Regions from separate parts of the Ovis aries genome. Here region 1 is linked to region 2. A link is a contact called in public Hi-C data. All regions are on one chromosome and are shown on one strand. Each heading gives the region's core, a stretch centred on a gene start, on an enhancer-like site or on the middle of the called end of the contact. The rest is flanking DNA. Distances are from core to core; before and after follow the strand shown.

Region 1 (6,325 bases), core at 1,649-4,148, 80 kb after region 2:
AATGCTCACTTTAAAAAAATGCCTGAGAGAGACCCTGGGAAATTGAACAATTTTCTGTAATTTCTTAAGTGTTAAGTGATTCTCCTAAAACTAACACACTTGTTAGTCAACTATACTCCAATATAAAATAAAAAGTTTTAAAAAACAAACTGATTCAAATATTTTGGAATGATAGACTGATTTGAGGATAATCCTACCATCATAATTAAATGAATTTAAATAATCTGAACTTACATTAGGTTTACATTCATTTGGGCCTTTGTTATCTGAGATTATTCTACATCTCAAAAATACTATAAATATACAAAGACATACATATATTAAAACACATATATATGTATACTTATTAATATATAAATGTACATATATACATATATAAGTTTACATATATAGATACATATATATATATACACACACATATAATCTTAGAGGAAATACTTCTGAGATCAAAGAATTATAGACATGACCATATAAAATGATTTGGAGGTTGTCATTATTATAGGTAGTCCAACAAAATAATATTAACTTTTAGGTAATACTCAAGTGTAGGAAATGGTGGTGTGTACTAAAGACTAAAGATAGATCTTAAATAAGTTCTTAAATTTTAACTTTTATGAAAAAGTCAAAGGAAAAGGACAAATAAAATCATTAGTACATTGAGACGATGTCAAGGGAGGAAAACCAGTTGATTAAACATTAAGAGTCTTTCCTTCCAAGTCTTAAACATTAAGAGTCTCATCTTCCAGGATGAGCCCACTGATGAACATAAGTATTTCTTGATGGTGTGTTAGAATTTTCAAAAACTTAGTTATTTTCATGTTAGGGGAAATCAGAGTCTGATGGAACTGGCTTGTACTAACCAAATTTATAACAGCCTGATTAATGACCAGGTTGCTGATTAAGTAATTTGAAGTGAAAAAAAAAAAAATAGACCTAGTAAGGAGTCTAGAATATTTATGTTCTCAGGTCAATGTTTTCTCTCACTTGTGCAAAAGTGCGGGGAATTTGAGTTACTGTTTTAAGGTGCTTGGTGATAACAAATTCAGAATAAAAGAGGCTAGATCATCTTAATGAAAAGTATCACTAATTATAAAGAATCAACTGAAGTAGAAATGATTTGGATAAAATGTATATTTTTTTTTCCAGAGGCTCAGACTGTATATTCTCAATGGAATTTTAAAAATTCTTTTTAATACATTTTGGTGATATTGCTCCAGTCCCCACAGAAAAATTCACCTCTAATTTATGTTAAAGATCATTTGTCACTGATTTATTCGCTAGTGGTGGTTTATTCGCTAAGTCGTGTCTGACTTATTCGCTAAGTCGACTTATTCGCTAAGTCCTGTCTGACTCTTGCAACCCCTTGGACTGTAGCACACCGGGCTCCTCTGTCCATGGGATTTTCCAGAATACTGAAGTTGTGTTGTTATTTCCTCTGGACCCAGGAACTGAATCCCAGTCTCCTGCATTGCAGGTGGACTCCTGCATTGCAGGCGGATTCTTTACCAACTGAGCAATGATAGGACTTTGCTATAAAAAAAATTAGATTCAGCCCACACCAAAATTCAAACCAAAATAATTGGCGCTAGCAAATGAGTCAGGGCTTCTCTCCTAGCTCAGTTGGTAAAGAATCCACCTGCAGTGCTGGAGACCTGCTTTCGGTCTCTGGATCAGGAAGGTCCCCTGGAGAAGGAAATGGCAACCCACTCAGGTATTCTTGCCTGGAAAATCCCATGGACAGAGGAGCTCAGTGGGCTACAGTCCACAGGGTCTCAAGAGTCAGACACGACTCAGCAACTAAACCACTGCCTATCAGTACAATTGAGAGAGGTTTCCCTCATAATATTTTTCTTTATCATTTACCTCATAATATTTTTCTATCAATTTCCACTTCTTTCTTTAAACGTTGTTATCTATTTCCCCTGCCGATGACCTTTACCTTTATGTCATTTGGATCATTATGCCACAGACTGAATGCTTTGCAAATGCTGAAACACTGCACTTTTATGCAGTTGCAACGTGTTAGTTCCATTTTGCTGGCACTTACCACTAAAACCCTTGACTAACAAACAAGTTGAGAAACAAAGGATGAAATTTCTGCCTTATGGATCCCCCTCAGTGTTCTTCATTGTAAGAATCAAGTTGGGGGAGATACTCAACAAACTGTACTCCCCACATTTTCTGTGGACAGAATTTAAGAGTTCAGTGTCATGCACTATTAGATATATTAGGAACAAGATAGCACATTCTTCCTTTCAATCTTCATATCGTTAGCATTCATCTAGTGTCTGATGGAGAAAAAGTGTCAGGAGGTAATGGTCCTTAGATTTCTCACATTTCTAAACATCTTCCATGTATGGGCATTGACTGCCTTTGTTCTGGAGTATTTTTTCAGGGAGGATGATAAAGTAAACTACCTTAGAGGGAGGAAATATCTCCTTCAACCGCAAAAAGCCACCATGCTTGCTATTCAGTATAAAAGACCTGGTTCCTGAAGCTCAGAGTTCTCTCAAATGCTGACGCTAGCTACTGCTACAGCTCTAAGTAATAAAGTCTTTTGTTTCTGACCCAGGAATATCACCACTTGTGCCAGCATCTATGAAACTGGCAAGCTAATTCATTAACTTGAAAGTAGGACAGAATCTCCTGCCCGTCACAGTTCCTGAGAGTAAGTGTTCAAAAAAAAAAAAAAAATCTGTTGAATGAATGAATTCAAAAAAATGTTTAGGGGGTCTTATCATTCTTCTGAATAATGAACAGTTACCCAGAGAAAGAACCCAAGAACTTCTCTTTGCAAGGAGCTATTTCACAATATATTTTCATCAAAGTACCAGTGTGTGTTAGTCAGCCTGTGTTTATTTTAGATATCAGTGTTGACTTTAAAATGTTGGCAGCAGTGTGTTTGGACTTGGCTAAGCATTGAGTTGTACGATGGGAACCGTATGTTTATTTTAGCATTACCTAGTCATATAGGAACTTCAGACCTTCGATAGTTTTGCTTCTGCATCAGTGACCCTAATGGACAAAGCCCCAGTTTTGGTACACAGCTGAAATTCTATTCTCTTTCTAAAAATAATTATTTATCTTAAAAACAATGCTTTCACTTGGAACGCAGAATGCCAACTTAGATGTTTATTTTTCCCTCTGCTCCGTTTTAGAACACCTGACGAATCTGAGCCTAGAAGCTCTTTACCAAAGGGAAGTGACCTAGTCTCTCTGTGTGGCAGATGGCCAAGCTGCCACCTGTTCCCCCTCCCCTCCGCCGCCCACCCCAGTGAATCATGGCTCTGAGTCTGAGAAGAGTGCTGGTGCCAGGCAGCTGGGGATCCAGGAAGAGAAAGAAATGCTTCCCAAAGATAGACAGGTAATTTAAGGTCAATCGTCATGCATAACTATCTTAAAAACTGCCTGGCATGTCAGGAAGGAGAAAGTACTGGCACCCAAGAGACATAGATTTTCTCCTAGATTCGTCACACTTTCTGCGATCCTGGGCAAGTCATTTGCTCTCTCTGGGTTTTAGTTTTCCCAGTTGTCAAATGGTAACAATACCTGCTTTGCCTATACGTAATACTGTTTCATGCATCAAATGAAATAGCTCAGGCTTAACTGGTGGTTCAGTGGTGAAGAATCCGCCTGTCAGTGGAGAAGACATGGGTTCCAGCCCCGGTCCAGGGAAGATTCCACATGCTGCGGAGCAACTAAGCTGGTGGGCAACAACTAACAAGCCTGTGCCCTAGAGCCCAGAAGCTGCAATCAGAGAAGACACTGCAATGAAAACCCCGTGCACTGCAGCTAGAGAGTAGCCCCTGATTGCTGCAACAGAAGAAAGGTCACACAGCAATGAAGAACCAGCATGACCAAAAATAAATAAAATTATTTTAAAAAATAAAGTAGCTCAGTTCAGTTAAGTTCACTTCAGTCGCTCAGTCATGTCTGACTCTTTGCGACCCCATGGACTGCAGCATGCCTGGCCTCCCTGTCTATCACCAACTCCCAGAGCCTACCCAAACTCATGGTGGGTGGGTGATGCCATCTAACCATCTCATCCTCTGTCATCCCCTCCTCCTCCTGCCCTCAATCTTTCCCAGCATCAGGGTCTTTTCCAATGAGTCAGTTCTTCGCATCAGGTGGCCAAAGGATTGGAGTTTCAGCTTCAACATCAGTCCTTTCAATGAATATTCAGGACTGATTTCCTTTAGGATGGACTAGTTGCATCTCCTTTCAGTCCAAGGGACTCTCAAGAGTCTTCTCCAACACCACAGTTCAAAAGCATCAATTCTTCAGCACTCAACTTTCTCTACAGTCCAACTTTCACATCCATCCATGACTACTGGAAAAACTTTGACTAGACGGACCTTTGTTGGCAAAGTAATGTCTCTCCTTTTTAATATGCTGTTTAGGTTGGTCATGACTTTTCTTTCAAGGAGTAAGTGTCTTTTAATATCATGGCAAGTCTAGTAAATAAATGTAGCAATCGTATTACCCTTTTCTCAACCTTTCAGTGTTAAAGTTAGAAAGGCTTTGAAGACCCTGGTGGCTCAGTCAGTAAAGAATCTGCCTGCAATGTGGGAGATCTGGGTTTGATCCCTGGGTTGGAAGATCCCATGGAGAAGGAAATGGCAACCCACTCCAGTATTCTTGCCTGGAGATTTCCATAGACAGAGGAGCCTGGTGGGCTATAGTCCATGCGGTAACAAAGAGTCGGACACAACTGAGGACTAAGCAGAGAAGGCCTTTAGGAAAGTTTACACAAATGGAGGCATTATTAGTATGGAATATATCCACCATATTCCTTTTGAGTTTTTGCTTCACTTTTTTTGCACTGAACAAAAAAATATTACTCTAAGGAAACAAATACAGTTGGGAATACCATGTACACATAATTGAAATATTTAAATCCTGGCAAAACCAACTTGCTTTGGGGGGCACTTTTTATGTGATAAGCTGGATCAAGGTAATCAAAACTAAAACAGAATCAAATAATCAAATCAGCATTTAATAAAGATACAGAAGTTATGATTTCATTCTGACTCATTAGATGTTCTTAAAGGAGTTATCAATTAACTTTGACACAATTTGCCCCAATAAGACCCTGAACAGGATAAAGAGTGCTAATAGCTTGTTGATTTCTGTCATGAATCACCTTCCTGGGTGGTGTAGAAAGACTTTCCATGATTCTTAGAGAAGAGGAACTGATTACACAGGATCTTTGTGGTACCAAGTCACTATAATAAAAAATTGTATGTTTTGACATGGAATGGGAGAAAAGAATTAATATTCATATTTTTAGTTCTCACTGTATGGTATAACAATATAATACTAAGACTAGTTTTCAGGGAAATATGGAATAAAATTCATAAATATGTGCTGATAGAGGTGTTCATAAAATTGACAGATGGGATAAATATTTCTTTTTTATAACTTAAAAACATGCAGAAATTAATATGCTTCATTTGGATTTTAACAAACACTCCTAAATGTGGTATATTTGTCCTAATATAAAAATGCAATGTTACTGAGCAAAACAGAGATGAAACAACCTCTAGAAAAGCATTTTTTAAACTTCACATTTCATCTTTAGGCTCATCTGTAAATGGGTTATTGTCATTTTACAGTGCTTCCTTAATAAACTGTAATCACCAGTTTCATGTTCTTATGAGATAATCCTTTTAATAATGGATCTATGACTTGACTATAAGATAAAGTGGTGAATTATTTACGTATAGATATATTATCTCTAGTTGTGATTCATTTGTAACTTTCTGTTGAAGGATATCTTTATAGTACTGAGTCTGCCATATGTGTTTCAAGATATGATGATTTCCTAAAACACTCAGTAAATAACAGCGTCTCTATTGTGAATTTTAATTCTACTTTAAATATATACTACGTATTTTGGACACAAGACTCTTAAAGCAATCACCTTGTTAATCACTCATGTGTTTTCATAAAAGACAAATATCCTAGTTTTTGCTATTAAAAAAAAAACCCAGCAAATGTTTTTGAGCAGATACAACTGGAGAATATCCTCATTGGCAGTCAGATTAAGCTAGCTGAAAAGGTGCAGGAAGAACAACAACAATAAATAACCATGTGTTTTCCTGCCTAATTTAATGCTTATTGCTTCATCTATAACATAATACCAATATTAGTAAAATAAATTTTAGGACAAGCTAGAGTACATAGCAACCATCTCTCCAGATGAATCTGAGTTTAAATTTTCACTAATTCACTTTCATTTATTTCCATAAATTTAACATGAATGTGGAATACCTTTGTTTTTTCCTGTTGTACAGGTGAAGCTTCTAAATATCTTCATAATGAA
Region 2 (6,437 bases), core at 1,057-3,556:
GAAAAGCTCGAATCATCAACACACATAAACACAATATTATTGAATTTCTAGTTAATGTTTCTCACATTCCTGAAGCTGGAGACTTGTTAGGGAGATTACAGAGAATTAGAAATAGCAAAGACTTTTTTCCATCAAAGTAAGAGTTTTCTTGATAGACTTAAGAGGATTGAAGGAGAATTAAAAGAAAATAACTTTCTGTATTATTGAAGATAGAGCAAATCTGTGTGCCAGCAGAGCTTGTCTGTCCTTGGGAAATTCTGAGTTAGTCCAACTTCCTCATCTTAACAGATGGGCAGAGGGAGGCAAAGAGCACCCCAGTTGAGGACATGGGACTCAACCCCACCCCCAGCCTTCCCACTCCAGCTTGGAAAGGTGAAGCCTATTTTCTGTAGTTTGCCCACTAAAGATGGATGGCTACAGGAAACAGGAAAGGAAACAGAAGGCTGGGGGAAAAACGGGGGTAAAGGTAGGGAAGTGCGAAGCCTCTGAGGCAATGATCCCAGCAGGGGTGTAGATGGAGAGTTTAGGCAGCTATCAGAAGTCACCATCTGTTATCCTGTCCCAGCCCCACCTTTACAGATGAGGCAACACAGAGCCAGAGAAGGGAATTGACTTGCCCAAGGTCTCAGGGCTTCTCAGCGGCAGAGGCAGTCACAGCCCCCATCTCTGCCTTCCAAGCCTGCAGTCTTTTCTTTATTAAGCTATACTTTTAGTTAGCATTTTATTTTTAAAAAATTTTTCTTTTGGCCAAGCTGTGCTGCATTCAGGATCCTAGTTCCCTGACCAGGGATCTAACTCATGCCCCCTGCACTGAAAGCGCAACACCTTAATCACTGGACCACCAGGGAAAGCCTCAAGCCTTCATTCTTTCTATGGCATCACTGCAGTTTTCCAGCTCTGATATCCCTGACTGCTAGTAACATTCTGAGCGACACTCATATTCTATAAGTAGGAGGGCTATGGTTTTAAAAATTTATGATTACTGTTACTTTGCACCAGCAAGAATCCCATCATTATCCCTGTACCAGCTGCCCTCAGAGTGTTGCCTGGGGCTGGTGACTCATCCCCTCAATGCCCAGCACGAGAAGGCAGTGCCCCCTGGAGCGGGTCTGCTGGCTGATCCCCCTTCCTGGCCTCCGCAGGCACTCACCGCAAAGCGCTTCCCGCAGCCCTCGTTGCCACAGCACCCGCAGCAGTCATTGTTCTTCAGGCCCAAGAACACCAGGGCAGGAAAGATCATCTACAAGCAAAAGAAACACCGTGTAGGCTGGCACGTGAAGGGGGCGCCCCGTGCCTGCCTGCCTGTGTGACGAGCCACATCTCCAACCCGGGACTTGGGGGCCAACAGCTAATGGAGTCTGGCTGGTGGGTGGATGAGTGTTATGGAATATTTAGGTTCTATTTGGCCTAACTGCAAATCCAATGAGGCAATATACCAAGATCTGACACTGAGTTTCCATTTACATGGTGGGTTAGGAGAAGGACAAAAAATTTGTCCTCGATTGTCATGAAACATGAGTTTTTCTCTCTCTAAACCAGAAGTTCCTAGTCTATGTTGGAAATAAGGGATAAAGAAATCATTACCAAAGAATTGGAAGAGGAATTCACTGACACCTGTTTCTCGTGGTAGTTTTCAATGAATTTACTAGAAAAAATATATTCACACTCCCCGACCCCCCACAACCCCGCACCCTATCATTGTCTTCTTAAAATAAATTCTGTAGCACTCAGCTTGGTTCAGGGAAGTGCACTGCCCCATGGGAGCTGCCAGCCTAAGTCTGGGGATTCCTTGGTGGGTCCCTATGAGGAAGGGAAAAAATTGAGGCACTTAACGTTTCATCATGCAGTTCTTGGGCTTTTGTTAGCAACTAAATCTCTTCCTGTTCAGTAAGTACCCAATTTTAAAAAGATAGGATGAAAATCTTTAGGGGGAGATGTTAAGGTTTCCTTACTCACCAAGACTCCGTTTCCTAATATTCCTCCAAAATACCAGACCTCGTCGGAAAGGTGGTCATTGTTGTCTATCACTTTTCCTCCAGGGAAAAATAGCAGGATGTTAGCGAGGAGGCCAAACACAGACAGGGGGATGAGGGTGCCCCCCAGGCACTTGGCACAGCTCCCAGTGCACATGCTGGGGATATGGGATGTCGGTGTGTGATCAAGCCCCCTTCCTCGCAGGCTCTCTTCAAAGTTATCGGCTGCAGAGTTGTAACAATTGTCCCCAAATCAATTCTTATTTTGGAGCCAAGAAGCAAAATCAGCCTGTGAGCTGTGTCCTGGGAGTTGCTTCAGCTTCTCAAATGCAACAGAACCTCAACGGCTATGGTCATTTATATTCTCCCTGACCTGAAGCTCTTTTTTTCCCTCCCTGCACCCTCATAAATAAGATTACGTTCATTGCAATCATTTTGCCATGGAGACCAATAACCTCTGTTAATAATCCACCAGCACAGACAAGACACTCAACCTTGTTGCGATCGAACTTAGGGCTGGAACAAACAGCATCTGGGCCTACGGCACCTTTAATCTGACAATGGCCTGCCCAAATCAAGAAATATTTTCCCCAGGCTCTTTATAAATCACAGTAAAATTGAGTTACATCCTAGCTAAAATCGTGTCTCCTAAGTACTTAATGGTCTACAGTGCATGTCTTTGCCTTTTCCGCTGAAAGCCTGGAATGCAAAAGAGTTATTTGAAAGAGCTTCTGTTTTCCTCAATAGGAAAATAGCAGTCTGATGGTCTAGTTGGGTATTTTTGAGCTCGGGCCCACAGGAATTTTTTAAAGGACGAAATCAGGGTGATTATTTATTTTGTTGTCTGCTATTCCATTAGGTTCTATTTTCTTCCCTACCTGGCATGATAGAATTAGCAAGAACCATTCCCAATCAACTTGTTCAGCTATATCTTCTATGCAGGAATAAAAAGCTCCATCTTTGAAAAAGGTAAGGAGAAAGGGAGGTTGGTATTGGGTGGAAGAGAGGAAAAACATTGATGAGGGGATTGGAGGTAGCTTGGACAAAGTTAAAAGAGCAGTTAGAAAGTGTAAGAGGAGGTAAGATGGACCTTTATTGAGAATTTTGCCAAGTGTCTGGGGCAGCATTCGGTTACTAGTATGCTTTGTGTCACTTTAAGGAAGCTTCTGCCATGCCTAGACCAAGCCCGACGTCATGCAGTGACCGTCCCTGCTGGGTACTGGTGTTGCTTAACAGCTGAAGGACTGTGGGATGAAAAGGGAGCCTGCTAGCCCTTTGTTGAGAGCCTAGAGGTTAAGAGAAAGATAGCAGGTAGAATTTCACAGACAGTCAACTTGTAGCTAAATAAAAAGCAAGTAACACTGTAACGTGGTAAGACCTGTCCTGCCATGAAGTTGGCCGCTTGTTCCCAGGGAAGCAGTGGGCTACAATCTGCCGTGGGTCAGGGACCCTTGACCAGGGAAGCTGTGGTTAGTTGATTCCAGAGAAGTCAGATCGGTTGGGTGCTGAGTTTTCTTCTGAAGATTCTATGAAACGTGCATTCGTCGCTCTATAAGGATACTTTCTGAGATCTCAGCATTGGGGCAAGAAGGAAAACAAATATTTATTGAGCATGTGTGATGTACTAAGCTTGAACTGTGACAATGTCATGTCCTTTCTACTGGGGAAGGCCCTAGGACTCAGAGAGATTAAGTACATATCATAAGGTCATCCCAACATAATAAGACAAGGAACCAAGACTTTAAAACAAGATTCTTTGTCACCCATGCCTGGGCTATGCTCTCCCTAATAGATTTTCTTCTTTAGAAATTTAAAAAGTGGTCTCTTTTCAATATAAACAATAGAATGATACCGTGTGTGAATTGTATGGGTACAGCAGGACATACTTCTTTCTGAACAACCATGAACTATTGTGATTTTTTTTCTTATTACAAAATAATATGGGGTTTTTTTTTTTTTTCGGTAGAAAAGTCAGTTATACAGATTAGCAGAAGGAAGAAAAACCAGCCATGTTCCTACCACCAGCAGATAAGGACTGTTATCACTTTGCTGGCTGTTGCTTTTCAACACTGAGCAGGTGCAAATGAGCTTTCTTTGAAACCCACCAGCTTTGACAAGGAGTTCTGAAAGTGCCAGGAGGAAGTCCAAAGTTCTCAGGATTTAAGAATGGAGTTGATCTTTGTAGATGCCATCTTGGAGCTAGGCAGCTCCCCTTTGGAGCCTGGGCAGTTTTTTCTTTCTTCAGAGACTTTTGCCCCTAGAAGTTACTCAAGAAATTTGAATAACATTGGTTAACACAGCCCTGATGCCCTAGACTTTTCAGACTAGTAACAGGGGTTATGATCACTAAGTGAACAGGTGAAAGTAGAAGATAGCATGGACCACAGTTGAGGTTTCTTCTGTGATTTTTAAAAAGATGTGGTACATGAGGAACTATGAGGTCATTTATATCCTGTATGCAGAAAGGGAAATGCTGTGGGATAGTCACCCTTCTGGAATGCCCTGATTTCAGACACTTTGAGGGTGATTAACTCATTTATTGTTCAACAATTCATTGTGCCTTTAGACCTGCAAGCAGGAAGTGGCAATCTAATCTGGGGAAAGGGGAGGTGAGGGGAGGGAGCCTTGGTGAAGTTTACCCTCAGGAAGGGCTGGGTCCTTGCTCAAGACACTCGTGAGGTTCTGACAATGAGGTTGTGACGCCCATGCTTGACGTTTGCTGTTCACTCTCTCTTCAGCAGTGAAGCCCTTGAATCTTAATGGCTACAGCCCTCCTTTTTAGAGACAGTCAGGATGAGGTGGCTGAGGCTGAGCCCCACTCTGGTTCCTGTTCTGCAGGAAGAAGATCTCAGAAGTGAGAGCAGGTGGCAACTCTCGAAGGGACAGAAAGGGATCCTTGTAGAAAGAAAAGGAGAATATGAGCTTGGCAGCTGCCCTCCTGGACCACATCCTCTGGGAGTGTGCTGGCAGCAAATTCAGCCACAGAAAGTCCAGGGGTTCCTGGACCTTAGGCGTGATGCAGGCACTCCATCCCTAAGCCAGCGAGCACAGGCCTGGGAGATGTTTGCCAGGTGACTCTGACCATCCGCAGGAGATATGCATTAATGCTTAGGTGACAATTATTAGTGCTTCTCAGTCTGCTAAACTCTTCGCCTGGCAGTTGGTGAAGAATCATAAATTCAGTGCAATGAATGCAATCCATCAGTGTGTTTGAAGCACCCACAGTGTGCCAAGTACTGTCCTAGTGAACAAAATAAATCTGACTTGCTTTCTGACTTCACTGGTTTTACAACCTTAGGACTTCCCTGGCAGTCCAGCAGCTAAGACTCGGAGCTTCCAAAGCAGGGGACCAGGGTTTGATCCCTAAGTCAGGGAAATAGATCCCACATGCTGCAACGAAAAGTTTGCATGCCACAGTGAAGATAGAAGATCCCACCTGCTGCAGGACCTGGCACAGTCCCGCAGTATTACCACCTCTTAGTTGTGACAAGAGATTAAAAAAAAAAAAATCATGCACGAGGTTAAATGAGTTAACTGCTCCTTAGCAGAAGAAGTAGGACTAACTTGTTTTAAAGGAGATCAGGTAATTCTTTAGCTCTAGGTAGTACCACTGGAGTTCTTTGCTCTTGTTCAGCTGGGGGCTGCATTGCATTGATTTGTAGGGCCCAAGATGGCTTCACTCACATACCAGGTGCCTTGATGGGAAGGGTGATACAATTGGGCTCAGCAGGGCCCCTCTCTTCCCCCTGTAGTCTTAGGGGTCTGCAACTGTAGCTCCAATACTTTGGCCACGTAATGCAAACAGCCGACTCATTGGGAAAGCCCCTGATGCCCGGAAAGATTGAAGGCAAGAGAAGAGGGCAGCAGAGGATGTGATGGTTGGATGGCATCACTGACTCAGTGGACATGAATTTGGGTGCGCTCCGGGAGGTGGTGAGGGACAGGGAGGCCTGGAGTGTGACAATCCATGGAGTTCGAAGAGGCGGACATGGTTTAGCGACTGAACAACAGCAAAGCGAGATTCTATATGATGACGCAAGAGGCAAGAGATAGAAGCTGTCACTTTCTTAAAACCTGAGTCAGAAACTGGAACAGGGTCACTTTTGTCCTATTCTCTGTCCTCTAAGATGCAAGGAGAGGGGCACAGACCCCACCTCTGCATGAAGAGTCTCCAAGCATTTGTGGCAGTCTTTAACCTTCCACAGTTGTAGAGGTAGGATTCAAACCCAGGGAGTCTGGCTCCAGAGGCGAAGCTCTTGAATACCACAAAGTAATTCTTAATACACTGAGTTTCGATCAACACTGGGAGGGCTGCCAGTGTGCACTGAGCTTCACATCAAGGGCCTTTTCCAGGTACAGGCTGAATACTCTGGATAATTCCCTCTATTTTATACTAGTGGGCACAGCTTGATTAGGATTCGGACTTTGGAATTTTGAAAGCACCATCAACACTGAAAAGTCCAT

The links. Hi-C and Micro-C count contacts between places; a contact is called where the count stands out from the background.
Region 1: a contact with region 2 is called in a Hi-C map of liver, with 5 times the contacts expected there. The contact joins the enhancer-like site here to the promoter of TM4SF4 in region 2. A contact is called at or near these places in 4 of 16 Hi-C or Micro-C datasets (liver, mixed tissues, skin fibroblasts and 1 more).

The regions. Positions count from the first base shown.
Region 1 is chr1:239,490,128-239,496,452 of ARS-UI_Ramb_v3.0, forward strand. No RefSeq gene overlaps it. Among named protein-coding and RNA genes, the nearest start is that of TRNAC-GCA, 7.5 kb to the left of the region's middle. Within about 2 kb of position 2,899, at least 13 of the 54 cell types and tissues checked have an H3K27ac peak or open chromatin away from gene starts, as enhancers often do. A contact at or near this core is called in liver, where this site is marked.
Region 2 is chr1:239,410,736-239,417,172 of ARS-UI_Ramb_v3.0, forward strand. TM4SF4 (transmembrane 4 L six family member 4) reads right to left here and starts at 2,307. Exons shown (of 5, transcript XM_004003264.6): 1 at 1,957-2,307; 2 at 1,151-1,240. The coding sequence starts at 2,130. It overlaps LOC132657349 (a long non-coding RNA gene), which reads left to right and starts at 2,486. Exons shown (of 2, transcript XR_009595357.1): 1 at 2,486-2,942.